Regions from separate parts of the Rattus norvegicus genome. Here region 1 is linked to region 2. The links are chromatin contacts, called in public Hi-C maps. All regions are on one chromosome and are shown on one strand. Each heading gives the region's core, a stretch centred on a gene start, on an enhancer-like site or on the middle of the called end of the contact. The rest is flanking DNA. Distances are from core to core; before and after follow the strand shown.

Region 1 (3,263 bases), core at 394-2,893, 1.5 Mb after region 2:
GAGACCTGGTTGGCTGACTGAGCCGGCTTGGTCAATTAACCTGGTGTACCTGTGGAGCTTGCGAATGTCGTTATATCCTGGCAACTACCACTGCCGTTAGTTGTATTCTATTTCTGACAAAGGTATAACAGTCTAATGGCTCTTGATAAAACCATCACAGTCTCAGTCTTGCTGTGGCCCCTCCAACTGGACTGATTTTCATTAGTCAAGGTCGCATCTGATGACCTTGGCCCAGGAAGTAAGCATGGCTGCTTACACTCTAGAATCTAACTTAAGCCTACATCTCTAGTCTAGGTCTCTTACTGACTGCCTCATCATTGCTTATAAACATAATCATTTCTAAACACCCATGTAGTGTTTTGCTGGCATGGCTAAGATAGTCCCCATTATCTGTCTTAGAACATATTTGTGACCTCTTACTCATGGTCATTCCTGGCACAACAACTGTGGAAAATACTTCTCCTTCAAGGTCCAACATTGAAGGTATTGGCTCTCTGGGGTATTTTCTTGTCAAAAAAGTGATGGGAACTTTTAAGGCAGAATGTATATTAAGAATATCAAGACAGCAATGCAAGGTTTGGTAACGTGTACTGCTAGTTTCTAGTTTAATTATCATTTGACTTACTCAAGTACAACACTGCATATTCAGCAATTCAAGTGGAAGACTCTAAACTGAGGAGAGGGACCATCGTCCTTTGCCCTCTGAGTCTCAAGCTGGGCCTGAGAAAGAAACTGAACTAAAACAGATTTACAGGAGAAAAGGGCACAAATTTTATTTTTAAAAAAATTATGTGATTAGTGTCTTCATAGGAACGTGAAAGCCTATGTGGGTGTATCATACTGTTGGCAATCAAGAAAAGTAGCTAAGATGTGGTAAACAGACCTCTCAGATTCATCTTCTCTAGCTTGTAAAAGTTGTTGTTTTTGAAGTGCCTGGGATTCAAAGAACAGCCAAGGCAGCAGGCTGTAGGCTCCCACCTAGCATGGTGCACACAACAGCCACCAAGAGAGTATTCTCCATTCACATACAGGCCTCGCATAGTACTCTCTGCAAACCTTATTTACAAATTGTTCTCTGTTACCTGTTTAGCTTATAATTTCATAAAGACCCAGACTTCCTTTTTCTTGGGAGGCAACTCTTGGAGGTGTGTCTGGAATAAGACGAGAGTTAAATCAATCCTGGCGGAAAAGAAGATGGCTTAAGAGTCTCCTTTCTTGTTGCCAAAAGCTTTACTGTGTTTCCTGTCTTCAATATGGATCCACTCAGAAGGACTAATTTGCAATCCAATCCTGGATAAGGGAAAATGAGAGATAAGGGGAAATGAACGGTGAAGTTGCAATGTTCATCTGTTAAGATATTGCACTATTTAGTTAAATAAACTTGGAAGACAATGCTGCACTCTACGGCAACCTACAGCATCTCCCAGCGAGTTGCATGGTGACTGCAGACAGATCTCTAAAAAGGGGAAACGGGTGAGTCGGAACCCTACAGCTAGAGCCCACGGGGTGGTGGGGGAAGGAGACGGGAGAAATCTAGCGAACAAGGCACAGCTCCGCCCCCTCTCCAAGGAGGTGGGAGTCACCAAGTGGCACTGCCCCTCCCACAGTCGCTAAGCAACCAGCCCCGGAAGTCGCGGGTCCGGGGCGGGCGCCGCGAGCGGGTGAAAGATGGCGGAGGGTGGCGGCGCGGAGCCGGAGGAGCAGGAGCGGAGGTCCTCGAGGCCGCGGCCCCCGAGTGCGCGGGACTTACAGGTGCGGAGGCACAGAGCGCGGCGGTGGGCGAGAGGGTGTGGGCATGGTGGGCGCGGGCCAGAGCCACTTTGTACCTCGCCTGAGCCTTTCCTTGACCCTGTCTGCGGAGAACTGGAGGGTCTCTCCCGGAGGCGCATTGCGGGGTGGTGCGTGTGGAAACCAGTGCCCTAGCCTCAGGCGGCCATACAGGGTTTCCCTTCACGCAGGATGCACAAAGCAGAAAATGTCATTTTGCGGAGCCATCAGGGTGGCTCCCAGTTGTTGCTGCCTGCATCTGGAGAGTTTCTGTGGCCAGTGGTCAATCAGCTATCACTTAAAAAAGTAACTTTAAAATAACGCATGCAGGTTTGTTCTCTTAGATCCTTTTTTTTTTTCCACATTTGGTGACTTATAGATTAAAAGCGCTTTCTTCCTTTCTTAGGAAAAAGCTTGCGTTTTTTGCAGGGGAGAGCTTAAAACAGTTCAGGCGTTGGTCACAGCCCACTTGTAAGAGGTAGCCCACAAAACAACTTAACAGAAATAAAACTCAGCAACGTTATGATGCTGACATTCGTCAGCTGAACACTTCTCCACCGGATGCTGTCTTATCAGATGCTTTTTCCATCTCCTCATGAAATCATTGATAAAATCCAACAATTAAACGTATATTACGGGTTAGAGTTGAGAATAAATGAGCCTGAATTCACAAACCTTGACAGAACATTTTTAATAGCTGGTCTTCATTCTTTAACCAGATGTACTGACCACTTGCCATTTTAACTTTGCACTGAGGGGAATTAGTATATAAATAAAACATCAAATCCATAAGTATTAATGGATACTGTTGTAAGCAATTACATTTTGGGAAAGGTCACAGATTTGAAACAGACCAAACCAATGCAAAGTTATAATGGTACTAATTGAGCACTGGTTGGTTTCAGGTGACCCTGGAGCCAGTTAGCTAGCTGTCTTAGAGTTACATCACTGTGATGAAACACCATGACCAAAGCAACTTGAGGAAGGGAGACTCACGCTTCCACATCATGGTTCATCGTCAGAAAAGGAAGTCAGAGCAGGAACCTGGAGACAGTAGCTGATGAAGAGGCCATGGAGGGGTTCTACTTACTGGTTTGCTCCCCGTGGCTTCTTCAGCCTGCTTATAGAAGCCAGGACTCACAGCCCAAGTGTGGCACCACCCATAATGGGCTTGGCCCTCTACCATCTATCTCTAAGAAAATGCTCTAAAGGCTTGCCTACAGCTTTAAGAAAGCTTTTTTCCCCCAGTTGAGCCCCCCTCCTCCCCCAATATTTCTAACTTTGTCAAGTTGATGTAAAACTAGCCAGCACATTAGGGAGGTACCCATCTGACTGGTTGACCAAACTTAAGTATTTTCTATGTGTGGCTTGCTAGTTTCCACAAAGTCCCATCTCATTGCCAGTTTGAACTTTCCCAACCTGTTCTGACGCTGGGGGCTGCCCCATTCAGGAATTCCGTTTTGTTGTACAAGTAATCTAGGTTTAATTGACCTAAA
Region 2 (3,543 bases), core at 59-2,558:
CCGCCTGGCCTACTTAAAAGAACCCACAAGAAAGCAAGGTTGTAAGAGAACACGCGCGAGCGCAAACACACGAAAAAGAAAAAGCAGCCGTAGTGAAAGGATTCCGAGAGGGGGGAAAAAGCTTAGATTAAGACAATGACAACTCCTATCCAAGAAACGTACCACAGAAAAAGGTAGATGTTACTAATTTTGAGTGCGAGGGCGCACCGAAGTGAAATTGTGAGAAAGCATTAACTCCAAATCTTTCCTTGAAAGGTAGCCCAAACTGCACAGCATTTATAAACAGAGTCTTGCTCCAACTACAGCTTCAGCAATTCATGATCACATCCCCTTCCTCCCGTTGGTCTGGCACACTAAAGATTTCTACAGGCCCTGCCCTTCTAAGTGGCCAGATCGAATGCCAGACAGATAACCTGGACTCAACAGCCACGACCACATCAAGGCAAGTCCTAGGAGAACACAAAGGTCCAAGGGGTTCAATCCCTTCATTTAGAAAGCAGCCGGTTAGAGATGTGTGGTCCGCCAGCATCCCGGCACCAAAGCCCTTCCACACCCGCCCGCCCACAAACAGGGAGAGGAGGAGGAGCGTGGCCCCGAGTGGAAAAGCCACAAGCTCCCCCAGTCCGCGTGTGCATGACCTTGCACACATTACGTCGGTGTCTCGGAACCCGGCTCAGCAGGTCCGACCGCGCTCGCGACCCAGCACCTACCTGCACGTTGGGGAAGGCCGTCTTGAGCAGGTAAAACATCTTGCGGTTGGACAGCACGTCGCCGCTGGTCATCTTATCCTCGGCGCCCTCGCGCGTCTTCCCCTTGGACTTCTCGTGGAGGACATTGCTCTCGCGGACTCGTCTCACCTCGTCGCCGCCGCGCTCCGCCGCCAGCACTGCCACCGCCAGCATCTCCCGCAGGTCCACCGTGCCCCCGTCGACCGCCACCTCGGCCGCCCCTCCCGCCGGCTCGCCGCCCAGGCCGAAGAGGCTGAAGCGGCCGGCCAGGAAGCCCGAGTAGAGATGGTAGAGCACCCCGAGCCCCAGCAGGAAAAATACGGCCACCCCCAGCGGGGACAGGCGGATGCCCATGGGGGCCATGGCGCGCGACTGGCGCTAAGGCCGCCTTAGGCCGGCCCCAGAATCCGCTACAACGGCGCCCGATTCCCGGCGCCTTCCCGCGCCATCACCGCCCCGGGAAAGCCGCGCCGCCGCTGCCGCCGCCCCGCGGGCCCCGTACCCCACACCCCTGCTTTACAGCAGCCAGCAGCTGGCGGCTCGGCCTTCCGCGTAGGCCAACGGTTGGCTGTGAGGTGAAAGGGGAGCTAGAGTGTATATCCGGGTTAAGAGACCGAGGGAGGGGAGAGGAGGCGGAGACTGTCCAAACAGGCCCCTCCCGGGGGCGGCCCCATAATTGGGGGCGGGGCCTGGGCGCTGTTGCTGGCCTGGGTTCTAGGAGGTGGCTTAAGACCACGTGGCTTTTTGCGGCAAGTCGGTCTCTTGTGCCACTATATGTGTTTGAAATAGAGCCACAGTGACAGTGCCTTTCTATCACTCTGATCGTTCAAAAGAGAACGACGAGGCATTTAAAAACGAACCAATTTGAGCCTCCCCCATGGCCCAGAGTACTTGGGTCTTGAAGCTTTAAGTCACTTTTCCTTTGGCTACAAGCTGGGAGGGGCTGACATTAACAAAGGAATGTCACGTGGTTCTTCCTTTCACTGGCCTTGTGATGGATGGTCTAAGCCAGCATTTCTCAACCTGTGGGTTGAGACCTCTTTGGGGTTAGACAAATAGTAGATGTCTACATTGATATTTATAATAGCAGCAAAATTACGGTTATGAAATAGCAACAAAAATAATTTTATGTATGGTTACTACATGAGGAACAGTATTAGATGAACGCAGGATTAAGAAGGCTGAGAACCGCTAGTCTCAAGGGTTATGTGTTGATGGGTAGATTATTCTTTGTCTAAACTTGACATGCTCTGTGAAGCTGTGAACCTGGGTTAACTAACCCTGAGTTTAACTAGGAAAAACACTTCAAGGATTCTCTCCTTTTCATGGAGACTTTGGCCCTACACTCAGTGCAGAGGTTAAGGCAGAAGAATTGGGGGACCAGGATCACTTGATTTAAAGTACGACTAGATTACATCATTGCGAGGCAATAAATGTCCGCCAAATGTGGTATATTACAGATGCATTGGAGAGTAGATAGCTGTCATCTACAATACTACAGATCATTAATAACAAATTCTAAATTTCAGTAACTCCTAAATACTCAGAAGTTTCTCTTCATTTTTAAAAGAAGCATGCATGATGTTATACTAACTAGCCAGATATACTAACTTATGCCTATAAACCGAAGATTCAGGAAACAGGCAGAAGGACTGATACAAATTTTAGGCTACCCCGAGCCACATAAAAGTTCTAGGCCAGCTTGGATTAAAGATTGAGATTGAGCTCAAAAACAAAAAAATACATGAAAAAAAAAATACAACCCCTACATGTTGAAGTTTTTTCATTAAATCAATAAAAGACAACCTATTTTGCCACTCTGTTTAAAAACATAGGTTTAAGATATATTTTAATATTAATCACCGTAAGAACTACAAGTATCCAAAGTTGTAGATGTCCATTGCTTGTTGTCGAGTGAGGCTTGACCTTTAGGTTTGTGTACCGACTGGGCACCTCTAGCATTTACCTAGAGTTAGATTGCACTGTTTTCTCTGCCTGCTAACGATAACCAGCTTAAACGTAAAGGCCATCAAACGCCCAGGTGACTCAGAAAAAAGTAAGTCTCTCAATCCTTGACAGCAGCAGAGCCTGAGGAGCCAGCATGATGCCATATAGTCTAACATCACAGTCAAACCCCTTACTTTCCAAGCAGATCTGGAAGTGAGGTCATAGAGGGCTACCCACCCCAGCATGAAGAGGAAGCCCGAGCTCAGGTCTACCTGGCTAGACTACCTCAAGCTGAGACCAAACAATCAACCAAAAACAACCCTGAGAGGCGTGATGGGCAGGAAAAGCTCAAAAGCGAGAAGTCTGCAGATGTGTATCAGTATAAATTGAACGATCCTTTGCAGGAATTTTAGAACGAATTTAGGGGTGTATTCACTGGGGCACTGTCTATTGTATTGGTGGGAGTAACTGGAAGAGGCCACAAGAGGTGCTTGAGCGTCTCTGCCCCAGAGAAGGTATTTGTGACCCAAGGAAGGAAAAAAAGACCAAGACACAGAAAGGAGTTTAAAAACAGTTGCTAGAAGTGGTACTTCAGAATGGGTTGATAACTGATAACAGAATAATAAGAGAAAGTATAAGCAGAAGAAACTATTTAACTGCATATAGCGTGTTCGGGGTGGGGTGCTAAAGACGGAACTCATGGTACCCAAGGCCTGGCGTCCGTCACGGAGCTTTGTCCCACGCCTACGTATTTTAGAAATAGGATTAGACAAAATGTTCCTTTTTAGTAGCAGGTTACTAGAAGTTTCTAACATAATATGAAAGGGAATGTCAGTGAGTAGGCATGTGATCCATGCAAACAAGTCTT

What was found. Hi-C and Micro-C count contacts between places; a contact is called where the count stands out from the background.
Region 1: a Hi-C map of liver shows a contact between it and region 2, with 3 times the contacts expected there. The contact joins the promoter of Ubxn2b here to the promoter of Bpnt2 in region 2. A contact is called at or near these places in 1 of 12 Hi-C or Micro-C datasets (liver) and 1 of 1 datasets of contacts at active chromatin or transcription factors (oligodendrocytes).

The regions. Positions count from the first base shown.
Region 1 is chr5:24,099,573-24,102,835 of GRCr8, forward strand. Ubxn2b (UBX domain protein 2B) reads left to right here and starts at 1,644. Exons shown (of 8, transcript NM_001107905.1): 1 at 1,644-1,752. The coding sequence starts at 1,669. It overlaps LOC134478926 (a long non-coding RNA gene), which reads right to left and starts at 1,618. Exons shown (of 3, transcript XR_010051695.1): 1 at 1,416-1,618; 2 at 1,083-1,290. LOC134478927 (a long non-coding RNA gene) reads left to right here and starts at 357. Exons shown (of 2, transcript XR_010051696.1): 1 at 357-483; 2 at 1,091-1,444.
Region 2 is chr5:22,598,818-22,602,360 of GRCr8, forward strand. Bpnt2 (3'(2'), 5'-bisphosphate nucleotidase 2) reads right to left here and starts at 1,309. Exons shown (of 5, transcript NM_001008772.3): 1 at 711-1,309. The coding sequence starts at 1,091.